Linked DNA regions of Macaca mulatta: region 2 is linked to region 1. A link is a contact called in public Micro-C data. All regions are on one chromosome and are shown on one strand. Each heading gives the region's core, a stretch centred on a gene start, on an enhancer-like site or on the middle of the called end of the contact. The rest is flanking DNA. Distances are from core to core; before and after follow the strand shown.

The links. Hi-C and Micro-C count contacts between places; a contact is called where the count stands out from the background.
Region 2: a Micro-C map of CD4 T cells shows a contact between it and region 1, with 9 times the contacts expected there. The contact joins two enhancer-like sites. A contact is called at or near these places in 4 of 14 Hi-C or Micro-C datasets (CD4 T cells, fetal cortex germinal zone, fetal cortical plate and 1 more).

The regions. Positions count from the first base shown.
Region 1 is chr7:175,058,147-175,064,542 of T2T-MMU8v2.0, reverse strand. No RefSeq gene overlaps it. Among named protein-coding and RNA genes, the nearest start is that of PPP2R5C, 46 kb to the left of the region's middle. Within about 2 kb of position 3,977, at least 4 of the 40 cell types and tissues checked have an H3K27ac peak or open chromatin away from gene starts, as enhancers often do. A contact at or near this core is called in CD4 T cells, where this site is marked.
Region 2 is chr7:175,234,490-175,240,885 of T2T-MMU8v2.0, reverse strand. PPP2R5C (protein phosphatase 2 regulatory subunit B'gamma) reads right to left here. Exons shown (of 15, transcript XM_015144500.3): 8 at 2,508-2,567. Among named protein-coding and RNA genes, the nearest start is that of DYNC1H1, 78 kb to the left of the region's middle. Within about 2 kb of position 2,670, at least 5 of the 40 cell types and tissues checked have an H3K27ac peak or open chromatin away from gene starts, as enhancers often do. A contact at or near this core is called in CD4 T cells, where this site is marked.

The DNA of each region.
Region 1 (6,396 bases), core at 2,728-5,227:
ACCGGTAAAAGGTGTCCAGGTTCTTGGCGTCTTGAACAAATAAGTGGACAAAATGCACAAACGAAGCAGGGAAGGAAGGAAGGGATTTATTGAAAATGGAAGTACTCCCCACAGTGTGGGGGCAGGCCTGAGCATAGGGGCTCAAGGGCCCCATTGCAGAATTTTTGGGACTTTACCCCCTAGAGGATTGCACTGGTTACTTTGGGTATACCTGATGTAAATGGAGAGAATGAAGTAAAGTTACAAAGTCATTTAGGGCATATGCCCTATGGAGAGGATATATCCTATTATAGCTGAAGTGTGAATCAGCCTTCTGTTCCCTGCCTCCAAAACCCTATTTTCCTGCCATGAAACCCTCATGGTTTCATTAAAAAAAAAAAAATTTTATATATATATATATATATATAGCTCTCTATATAAATATATAATATATATTATTTTTGTATATCTCCGTGTATATGTGTGTGTGTCTATATATGTGTGTATATATATATGGAGAGAGAGAAAGAAGAGACAGAAAGAAAGAGCCAGGGTCAGGGTCGCACTCTGTCACCCAGGCTGGAGGGCAGTGGTGTGATCTCGGCTCACTGCACCCTCCACCTCCTGGTCTCAAGCGATGCTCCCACCTCAGCCTCCCAGGTAGCTGGGACAACAGTCACATACCACCATGCCTGGCTAATCATTAGTATTATTTTTTATTTTTTGGTAGAGATAGAATTTTATTATGTGCCTAGGCTGGTCTCGAATTCCTGGGCTCAAGCCCATCCACCTGCCTCAGCCTCCCAAGGTGCTGGGATTATAAGCGAGAGCCACTGTGCCTGGCCTAAAAATATGTATGTTTGGATCTTACATCCATCTGGAATTCAGAACATATTTTTGATGTGAGGTTTAATAGATCCATATTTCTTGAGTATCTAACATTCCTTTTCGGCCCCAACTTGGCCCCCTCTTTTTAAATAAACCTTTTCTTTGAGGATAGCTATAGAGGCACAGAATCATTGTGAAGCTAGTACGGAGCATTCCGTACCTCTCACATGATCTCCCTTATTACGAACACCTCACAGCGTATGGTACATCTGTCACCATTACCGCACCGTTATTGACACCTTAAGTTCACACTTTATTCAGATTCCCTTAGTTTTTCCCTAATGTCCTCTTCCTGTTCCACGCTTCCACTCAGGCCCCCAAGTGACATTCAGGTGACATGCCTCCTTAGGTTCCTCTCGACGGTGACAGTTTCAACGTGACAGTTTTGAGGATATGTGGCCGAGGGCTTTGTAAGATGTCCCTCAGTTGGGATTTGTCTGATGTTCTTATGGTTAGACTGGGGTTATAGGAGGCCATTTCATCACATCGAGGTCAAGGGTCTGTGCCATCCACGCCACTTATCCCTGTTGATGCTGGCCTTGACCACCTGGCAGAGGTCATGTTTATGGGATTTCAATAAAAACGGAGCACAGGAAGGGGAACATCACACACTGGGGCCTGTTGTGGGGTAGGGGGAGGGGATAGGGATATCATTAGGAGATATACCTAATGTAAATGACGAGTTAATGGGTGCAGCACACCAACATGGCACATGTATACATATGTAACAAACCTGCACGTTGTGCACATGTACCCTAGAACTTAAAGTATATAATAATAATAAAAAAAAACGGAGCTCCTCCCCCTGGCCCGCCCCCGTGCTGTCCTTTTGCGATGCGTCTTTTAGTGCAGCCCACGCTCAGGAGCCGGGAGTTCTGCTGCTCCTCCCTGAGGGAGGTGTTTCCGCATACATTAGGTGGAATTCTTCTGCGGGAGATTCACCTCCTGTCCCCTCTCCAGGTGTTTATCCAGTCACTCATCTGGATCCCCACAGACTCAAGGACGTTTGCTTTCTGCTTTGGGTCATAACCCAGTACTGTTTTATTTTGTGCCCCCAATTGTCCCAGCCTAGGCCATTGAGAGCTCCTTCAGGGGCCTCCTGGGTCCTCATCATCACTGTGGGCTCCTACTGAGCTCCCTGTTTCGTGTCTGGCCCCTGTGATCCACTGTGTCCTGTGCCTTGTTGTCACTGTGTCCTGTCATCACTGTGTCCTGTCGTCACTGTGTCCTGTGGTCACTGTGTCCTGTGTCTCGTTGTCACTATGTCCTATTGTCACTGTGTCCTGTGTAAACTGCTGCTTGGCCTCTGTGAGTCTCTCAACACCTTAGCCCTGAGCTTCTGGAGGGAGTGCTTCCTGTCTGTGGAAGTTGCTGAGGGGACAGGCGCACACCTGGAGAGTCACTCCAGGACAGAACCCAGGGAGGAGAGGGCCGCTGGGAGAGGCATTTGTGGAAACAGAGAGGGATGGGGCCCGAAGAGCCCTGGAGACTGCTGCGCCCAGATCTATGCTTGGCCTATTCAGTTATTGAGCTAAGAATCCTTCCTACTCCCCTCCCCTCCCCTCACAGCATATGGTACATTTGTCACCATTATAGCACCATTATTGACACCTTAAGTCCACCTTTTATTCAGATTCCCTTAGTTTTTCCCATGTCCTCTCCCTGTTCCACGATTCTACTCAGGACTCCACGTGACATTCAGGTGACATGCCTCCTTAGGCCTCTCCCTTCCCCTCTTTTCCCCTCCCTGCCCCTCCCCGCTCCTGTCTTCCCCTCCCCTCTCCTCCCCCTCCTCCCCTCCCTTCTCCTTCCCTCCCCTCCCCTTTCCTCCCCTCTCCTCTCTTTTCCTTTTTATTGACACAGGGTCTCACTCTGCCACGATCTTGGCTCCAGCCTGAACCTCCAAGTCTCAAGCAATCCTCTCACCTCAGCCTTCCAAGTAGCTGAGACTATAGGCATGTGCCAGCACACCAAGCTGTTTTTTGGTATTTTTTGTACAGACAGGGGTTTCACCATGTTGCCAAGGCTGGTCTCGAACGCCTGAGAGGACACATTTCTGTGGCTGAAGCCCCGCGTCTGTGGGATTTGTTAGAGCAGCCCTGGCTGGCTAATATCGTGGCTTGGACTAGACATGACCCCTTCACGGTTCTGGAGGTCAGAAGTCTGAGACCACGGTGCAGGCAGGGCTGTGCTCCCTCTGAGGGCGCTAGGAGGGCCTGTTCCTGGCCTCCCTCAGAGCTTCCGCTGGTTCCTTGGCTTGGGGAAGCAGAACTCCAGTCCGCACGTAGCACTCTCCCTGTGTGCGTACCTGTGTCCAAATTTCCCCTTCTGGATAAAGACACCAGTCAGGTGGACTAGGACCCACTCTAATGACCACATCTTCACTTCCATACATCTGCAATGACCCTGTATCCAAATAAGTTCACATTCTGAGATGCTAGGAGCTACGACTCCAACACATGGATTTTGGCAGACACAATTCAACCTGTTACAGAGTGAATTTCTCTGAGAAATTCCAGTGCTGAAGCCCTGGCCTCCAATGTGACCACATTCAAAGATAGGGCCATCAGGGAGGTAACTAAGGTTATGAGGCCGCAAGGGTGGGGCCTCAAGCCAATAGGGTTGGCGTCCTTATGGGGAGAGGATAGACACCAGAGACCATCCCCTCTCTAAGCGTGCACAGGGAAGAGGCCATGGGAGGATGCCGTGAGAAGATGACACCCACAGGCCAGGAAGAGAGGCCTTCCCAGAAACCAACCTCACGGGCGCCCTGATGTGGACTTCCAGCCTCCAGAACTATGAGAAACAAGCTTCTGCTGTTTAAGCCACCCAGTCTGTGGCACTTCTTATGGCAGCCTGAGCAGAAGAAAATGCCACCCAGGGCCTTAGCTATTAAATCGTTTGGTTGCAAATGACAGAAACTTAAACCACTTTAACCAAAGGAAAATTTCTAGCTGGGCTTAGTGGCTAACACCTGTAATCCCAGCACTTTGGGAGGCTGAGGTGGGCAGATCCCTTGAGCCTGCTCGTTGCGCCCTCACATGCTCTATTTTTATGCACTCACACATCCCTGTTGTCTCTTTGTGTGTCTGAATCACCTCTTTTCTTTCTTTTTTTTTTTTTAAGGACGTCAGCCAGGTTGGATTAGGGCCAACCGAAGGCCTCCTTTTAACTGAATCACCTCTTTAAAGGCCCAGTCTCCAAATGCAGCCACATTCTGAGGTACTGGGGGTGAGGGCTTCAACATAGGAATCGGGGGGTGAGGGGTGGCTGGGGGACACAGCCTGTGAGCTTTGTTATGGCAGCTCAAGGAAACTCTACAGCCTCTAGAGGATTTGTCTTTAAGGGGCTGGTCCCTCAAGCCGGCTCTGTGCAGTCTCAGGGAGGTCTCCTCTGGTCCTGCCCTCTATGCTGACCCTCATACCACAGCCTGGCCTGTGACTCCCAGAGCCACGGCCCCTCCCTTCCTTCCTAACTCCTCTCCACTCCCTGCCCACATTAGTATCTCCCCAGCTGCCCATTCACAGGCACCTCCTGCATCCCCACTTCCACTGTGCCCGCTGGATAACTGCACCTGTCCATTCTAAATAAAGATGCATTTATTGAGTGTCTAGGGATCTGCCCTGGCAGTGCCCATGGTCTAAAAAGGAAGTCAGACAAGTAAAGACTGCGGGTTGTGAGATAATTACAACTGGGCACTATCTGGGGCAGACACGTCACTCCACAGCCCATGTCCTGCGGCCAGCAGGGGTGCCTTTTCCTTGTTGGCACAGAGACTCCTTGCAGGCCAGCCAAAGAGGGGGCACAGGGTGGCATTCTGGGAGCTGAGGGTGGCTCTGCTGAGGAGTGGACATGGAGCTGGGTGTTGGTGAAACTCTCCTGTTGAGAGGCTGCCCGGGTGGCCGCGGGCAGCAGGGGGCTCCGACTGGGGAATGTGGGCAGGTGCAGCGGCGGGAGAGCTGAGGGGTGCAGTGGTGGGAGAGCTGAGGGGTGCAGCGGCGGGAGAGCTGAGGGGTGCAGCGGCGGGAGAGCTGAGGGGTGCAGAGCTGGGTCAGGGGCCCGGGAGAGTGCAAGGGAGAAACACACGAAGGCATGAGCCGAGGCAGCCACTGTGGGAACGAGAGGTTGACAACGGGAGCCAGAGGAATGGAGAGCTGGTGTCCTGCAGGGGTGAGTGGGGCAGGAAGTTACCCCCTGGCAGGCCTGTTGAGGGGCTGGGATGGGTACGGTTAGTGTCGGGTCAGCGGTTCCGCTGCAGTCTGCTTCAGTTTGAAATTCTATGCCTGCGGAAGACGGAGAGCCTCCAAATCTTCAACACTGCAGCCAGCAGGGGAGGGGATGCAGCCCGGTTGGCGTCTTGGGGTGGGGCAGGCAGGTCAGGGGTTGTTGCTCAGACCCAGTGGGCAGACCTCGATGAGTTCTCACCAGTGTGACTGTTCACGCTGCCTCCCACTGGCCCTCACTGACCACGTCCTGTTCCATACTCAGGTTTCTGACCCATGATATGGTTTGGATCTGTGTCTCCGCCCATATCTCATGTGGAATTGTAATCCCCAATATGGAGATAGGGCCTGGTGGGAGGCAGCTTTGCCAGGCCTGGAGGTCACCATCTGGTCAGCCACGGGATTTATTCATCCCAAAGGGGGCTCTTGGCTTAGTGCGGGGTGAATGTCCACAGGTCCCAGAGGACCCAAGAGCGGAGGCTGGAAGTGGAGCTGCCCCTGGAGAGAGGCCAGCACTGGAGTGCTGTAGTCCGTTCTTGCACTGCTGTAAAGAACTACCTGAGACTGGGTAATTTATAAAGGAAGGAGGTGCCATTGGCTCGTGGTTCCACAGGCTGTACAGGAAGCACGGCAGCATCTGCCTCTGGGGAGGCCTCAGGGAGCTCTGACTTATGGTGGAGGCCAAGCAGGAGCACCAAGGGGGGATGGTGTTAAACCATGAGAAACCGCCCCATGATCCAGTTACCTCCCACCAGGCCCCACTTCCAGCATTGGGGTTTGCAATTGCAGTATTCCCACCTCTGCCCGGGCTTTCCTGGACAAACACTTGAAGATCTGCAAGACAGAGAAGCAGACGCCCCCGAAGCTTCCACTCACAGCCCTGCAATACCTGGGTTGCCTGCCTCCCTCCGTAGTATGACACACATTTAACTCCTCAACTCGAGTGAGATCAAGTTCCTCTTCACTGCTTGTGCATGCATGAGGGGAGGGTGCCTACAACTCAGATGATCCAAGCACTGGCACCAAAGGCTCAGAATCCTCTGGACCAGCTCTGCCCAATAAGAATGTCATGTGAGCCACAAGTGCAAACCACATAGGTGATTTAAAAACTCTTAGTGCTCACATTTAAAAAGTAAAAAGAAAAAGGTGACATTGATTTTAGTAATATATTTAATGTAGTCCAAAATAATGCTCAAAACATTATCACTGCAACATCAAAATAAAACTTATGAATGAGATATTTAGCCTTCATCCTTTTTTCCTACTAAATTTTATTTTTAATTGAGAACAGAGGCTCACTCTGAAA
Region 2 (6,396 bases), core at 1,421-3,920, 180 kb before region 1:
GGTGGGAGGATCATCTGAGCCCAGAGTTCAAGGCTGTAGTGTGCCATAATCACACCTGTGAAGCGCCACTGTTCCCTAGCCTGGGTAGTATAGTGAGCTCCTATACAGGGGTCTGTGGAACACTTTATATAGCGCTCCGGTCCCCGCAACAGTCTACAAGGGAAATCCGAGGATTCTTTCTCTATATATATACATATGTGTGTGTATCAGAAAAAAGAGGATACCAGCAAAAAGTTTAAAAATATTAAATGCCTATGAGGAAGCATATTTATTTTTATCCTTGTAACTACATGATTTAAAAACTCTGGGTTAACAGGTGTTACCCAGAACAGCAGGAGCTCCTGGTGGCAAAATCTTCCTCCCTAAACAGGCCAGGAAGACGGGACAGTTCACGCGGGACCCCCCACCCAGCACCTTCCCTCAGCCTTATCCATCTGTAGGAATTCTTGCTGCCTGGAGTAATTCAGATACGTTATTCTAATGCTGGTAACAGAGACCCGTGGACACTGGATGAGGGCTGGTTAAAAATCAGGGCCAGGCGCGGTGGCTCACACCTGTAATCCCAGCATTTTGGGAATCTGAGGTGGGCGGATCACCTGAGGTCAGGAATTCAAGACCAGCCTGGCCAAGATGGTGAAAGCCCGTCTCTACTAAAAACACAAAAAATTAGCCAGGTGTGGTGGCGGGCTCCTGTAATCCCAGCTACTTGGGAGGCTGAGGCAGAGAATTGCTTGGACCTGGGAGGCGGAGTTTGCGGGGAGCTGAGATCCAGCCACTGCGCTCCAGCCTGGGTGACAGAGCTAGACTCTGTCTCACACACAAAAAGAAAAACAAAACAACAAAAACAAAAACAAAAATCAGTTAGAAAGCTGTTCTCTTGTGCATGAAAAGGTGGTCCTACCTAGAGCCTCCAAAGCAAAGTTTTTGTCTCAAACAACTAGTTTATTGTCTTGGTTTTGTGATTAGGCAAACGGAAGTGACTGTCACTGAGCTGCAGAAGTAGACAGAGCTGTCTCTAACTTAGTCTTCCATTATTCACTCTGCTCGGCATAGCGGGCAATGCGGGAAGGGCGAGCCTGGAGCGGCCCATCAAGGAGGGTGTGCTCACTCACAGGGTCACCCGCAGGCTCAACCTCTTCTGGAAGAAAGATACAACTAATCAGTTTCTCGGTGGGAGCTGCACGGGGGCCCTACACACTCAGGGGCCCTATGCACGCAGCGTGGCGGGCTGTGGAACACACGTCATACAGTGCTCTGGTCCCTGCAACAACCTCGGAGGCAAATGCGACGATTCTCCCAGCTTATAGAAGTACCTGCCCACAGTCACACATCTTGCAAGCATCCTCTTCACCACTCACTGCACTGCACTGAGGAGAAACCCCACCCAAGTTTGTCTAAACTAAAAGTAGAATTGTCAACGAGGACATTTTTTCAAATTACATCTAAAATGGCAAGAATAGCTTTTCTCAGAACTACTGGGCGGGACCTGATCCACTGTGAGAAGAGAGTCTTGTGCTCAGGAGCTGCAGGGAGTCACCAGGTCCACCCAGAGCGCCAGGCTTCTCCACCACAGACTCCCGAGAACCCTGAGCTGCCCATCTACACTACTGCCCTACAAAGGTGCAGGGAAAAGCACTTCCACACTTACTAGCCATGGGACCCTGAGGACTCTGGCAAACAGTGGGTTAGAAGGTCTAATATAAAATCTACGCGTTATCAATTAAATAAAAGTGGCCAGGCCTGGTGGCTCATGCCTGTAATCCCAGCACTTTGGGAGGTGACGCGGGCAGATCACCTGAGGCCAGGAGTTCGAGACCAGCCTGGGCAACAAGGAAAAACGCCATCTCCACTAAAAATACAAAAATTAGCCAGGCATGGTGGCGGGCACCTGTAGTCCCAGCTACTTGGGAGGCTGAGGCAGCAGAATCGTTTGAACCAGGGAAGCGGAGACTGCAGTGAGCTGAGATGGCACCACTGCACTCGAGCCTGGGCGCCAGAGCAAGAGTCTCAAAAAGAAAAAGAAAAAAAAAAAAAAAAAAAAAAGGCGAGTAAAAACTTTACTTGGATAAAGATGATGAAAGTTTTGAAATGTTAATTATTTTATAAATATACATATAAAAACCCAAAGTAATTGAAAATATTAGCATTTACATGATACCCCAAATGCACAATCTATTCTTCCAAGCTTCTAATATAAACCTTCTTAGGTAACTATTTTTAACATTGCTCTTGAGGAAATAACCGGAATTGTTTCCATAGTAATGATATTGAGGTATACGAAGCAGAATCTACGTACAGAACCCATAAAAATGGGAGAGAGTTGTCATTTGGCATGTTCTAATCTAAGAGCTCACCAACTCCTGCTCTAAGTGAAATTTTATTTGAGTTCTTTTAGAGAATGGTTTAAACTGCCTTGCTTTAAAGGGGGCAGCCGAACTCAATGAAATGGATCACTCTGGTATAAATTCCATCCACAGCCGTTTGCTACCCATAACACAGAGGCTTACCTTCCCAATATTTCCAGTAACTCTGCTATGCCATTATGATGCTCTGTTTCATAAATAAACCTAGAAAAAACAATTTTCCAATTAGAATTGGACACTGAACTAACGTGAATAAGAAAACAATGCCCTAGGGGGAGCCACGGAGCCAGGTAACAAGAAGCGCGTCTATTTGTGCAAACACACAGCCCGTCAGGAACCAAAGAAACTCCTCAAGGCCTGCAGCTGTAAATGCCTCAAGGGCAGGTCTTGCACAAATGTTTTTCTCAATATTTTATTTTGAAAAATTTCAAGCATCTAGGAAAACTGAAAGAATTCTACAGTGAACACCCATTTCAACACCCAGATTTGACCACGAGCAATGCGCTCCATCTGCTTGATCACATACACATCTGTTCATCCACCTTTTACTCATTCGTTAACCCATCTTACGTTTCAGCCATATTTCAACATAAGCCTATGTCTTAATTTTAAAGCCTGCAATATTTAGCACAGTTCCTGCAAAGGGTAGGAGTGATTCCTGAACACCTCTGATTCTACCTGCCCAGTTTCCCACTGACACCCACACACATCCTCCGCGCTGCTCAGGTGTGATCTTTCTGAAGCACCCATCTGTGACAGACCCCGCTCCCTTCCTCTGAGAAGTCTCTGTCCACTGCACTGCTTCTAGGGGACCCCCGGGACAGGCACCCCACCCTCTGCGCCAGCCCGTCTCCCTTCAGATGGGGCCACCATCTCGTGACTGTGTTCCCGGGACTAGGAGCAAGCCTGGCATCTGTTTGATGATGAAAACACGTCTGCTGAATAAACTGGGGACAAGGAGAGGGAACAGGGACATGTGAGGAAACAGGAAAATGTCCTCCCCAAAAAGGGGTCCTACAGAAACAAAGGAATCTCTCCTGCCCCAAGCCTCGAGCACCTGGGGTTGGTCTAGAGCAGCCCACGAGGGGTGTCCTGCATGAAGTGAGAGGGTCTGAAAGATCCCTGCCCATCAGATGAAAACCATTTGATTCGAGACAGCTCTAAGTCAAAAATAAGTTTGAGAAGATTAAAAAATTCAACTCTGGGCCGGGCGCGGTGGCTCAAGCCTGTAATCCCAGCACTTTGGGAGGCCGAGACGGGCAGATCACAAGGTCAGGAGATCGAGACCAGCCTGGCTAACACGGTGAAACCCCGTCTCTACTAAAAAAATACAAAAAACTAGCCGGGTGAGGTGGCGGGCGCCTGTAGTCCCAGCTACTCGGGACGCTGAGGCAGGAGAATGGCGTAGACCCGGGAGGCGGAGCTTGCAGTGAGCTGAGATGCGGCCACTGCACTCCAGCCTGGGCGACAGAGCGAGACTCTGTCTCAAAAAAAAAAAAAAAAAAAAAAAATTCAACTCTGAAATTTCATTCACTTTGTTTGAAACAAATGAAATAGAGTGACCTTAACATCCACAGGCGTGAAATATTTTTGAAGAATGGGTCTTAACATTTCTATGTTCCCAAACGATCAGAATGCACTGAGAGGTGGTGCTTGAATTGGGTCCTGAAGGAGGATTTTAACCGATTTTTTTTTTTTAATGGCAGTGTGGACAGGGAGAAGAACTCTGGCTGGAACAAAGGTCGGTGACGTGGAGTTGGGTGGGCAAGATGCGTGGAGAGGGTGGAAGGCCAGCTTAGAAAAACCGAAATCTGGCCGGGCACAGTGGCTCATGCCTGTAATCCCAGCACTTTGGGAGGCCGAGGCAGGCAGAACACCTGAGATCAGGAGTTCGAGACCAGCCTGGCCAACATGGCAAAACTCCATCTCTACTAAATATATAAAAATTAGCCGGGTGTAGTGGCACATGCCTGTAATCCCACATATTTGGGAGGCTGAGGTGGGAGGATCACTTGAACCCGGAAGATGGAGGTTGCAGTGAGCTGAGGTGGTGCCACTGCACTCCAGCCTGGGCAACAGAGACCCTGTTTCAAAACAAAACAAAACAAAACAAAAAAACCCGAGATCTGCTCTTGCAGGCGCCAGAAAGCAGAACCGTTAGCAGCGAGACGCAGCAGCACAACGACGCATGTGGCCAAAGCCTGAGAGCGAGGGAGAAACGCCACGAGGGCAAAGCTTGGTGCCGTGGGTGACAGGAACGACACTGGTGCCATGACAAGAAACAGAAAATGCTCTCCCCTGGTGTCCCTGAGCCTGCGCCTACCCTGACGTTTGGAAGCTGCGCCCAGGCAGAAGTCAGTGTGTGTGTCTACGCTGAGAGGTGCTTTAATTTACCAAACTCACCCGCAGGCTCCCTTGCAGCCGTGTGGCTTCAGTTTACTATTCCTCTCGCAGGGGCCTTGGGGAGCTGTGCTCTGGGCCCCTCCGAGGCAAAGAGCCCTGAACCCCTTCTGGTCTAGCTCCATCAGCTCTAACATTTACATGAGGGTGGCTTGCTGTTACAAGCCATTTTGTTTTCCTAAATCAATGTTACTACATTCTTACTGATAAATTCTTAATTTCTAATTTTTTAAACCTGCTTTGAAGTAGGCAGAAGAAAGAGAAAATAAAGACAGTTCTTTTCCTTCTTCCTTTTCCAGCAGAAGACAAACAGGGACACCATGGGAGGGAAACAGAGATCCCTGGGAGCCGGCGAGAGCGTTTCTCACTCTTTTAGCAGAAAGGGAATCAGACCCCCCAGACGCTGAGCTGGGAACCTGCTGGCTATGGAAGTCTCCAGAAGGGATTCTAAATGCCTTTCCTGCCTGTATGATGTGTTCCGGACTCATGGGAAGAGGCGAGGCCAGAACAAAGGGTAGAAGTGACTCCTGAACACCTCTTATTCTACTTCTTTCTTATTTACTTATTATTCTACTTATTTCTCTGAAGCTGGGCTGTCCTCGTGCCCTGCTTTGACCAATACAAAGGGCAGAAGTCACTCTGCACCAGTTCCAAGCCAAACTCTTAGGAGGACTGGGGGCCCTGCTTCTCCCCTCTTGGATGTGGCCATGGCTGTAGAAACTGCCACAACCTGGAGGAGCTCAAGGCATCACAGAGGCAGCGTGGGGACCTGCTCAGCAGCCCCTGGGAACCCTACGGCCCCAGCACATGCCACGGAGCAGAACCGTCTGGATGAGCCCTGCACAGATGACAGCATCACGAGGAGTGACGGACCATGCTGACGGAAGCCACTGAGCTGGGGGTGGGTCCTGACTCCAGGATGGTGTGAGATAGTGACACATCCTGGCGATGACGGGGACAGTTTGATGGCATCTCTCTGTGAGATAAGAGCATGAGCAGGTGCTGCACAGCCTCGCTGCAGGGCCAGGGTGAGGATGGTGCATGACCCATGGCTGGTTATGCAGCAAGAGAAGGAACGGCACACTGCCCTGCCCGCCCAGCCTCCAGGTCCCACTGTGTGCCACAGCAGGTACCATGGGTTATGGACAGCACCGTTTAACTCACACTTAAGCTGACGATAATGAGAAACTACAGAAATAAACAGCAACCTGATATTTACATTTTCAGTTAAGTTGAACCAAATATGTTCAAAATGTTTTTTTCTTAAAAGACACAGCTGTACTATATTGAACTTAGATGAGCTGGCTGGGTGTGGTGGCTCACACCTGCAATCCCAGTGCTTTGGGAGGCTGAGGCAGGAGGATCACTTGAGGCCAGGAGTTTGAAACCAGCCTGGGCAACACAGTGAGATCCCCATCTCTACAAAAATTTAAAAAATTAGCCAGATGTGGTGGCACACATCTATAGTCCCAGCTATTTGGGAAGCTGAGGTAGAAGGATCCCTTAAACTCAGGAGTTTAAGGCTGCAGTGAGCTATGGAGTATAGCATCACTGTACTTCAGCCTGGGTGACAGAGTGAGACCCTGCCTTAAAAAAAGAGAAAAGAAAAGGCAAAAAAAAAAAAGTTAGATGA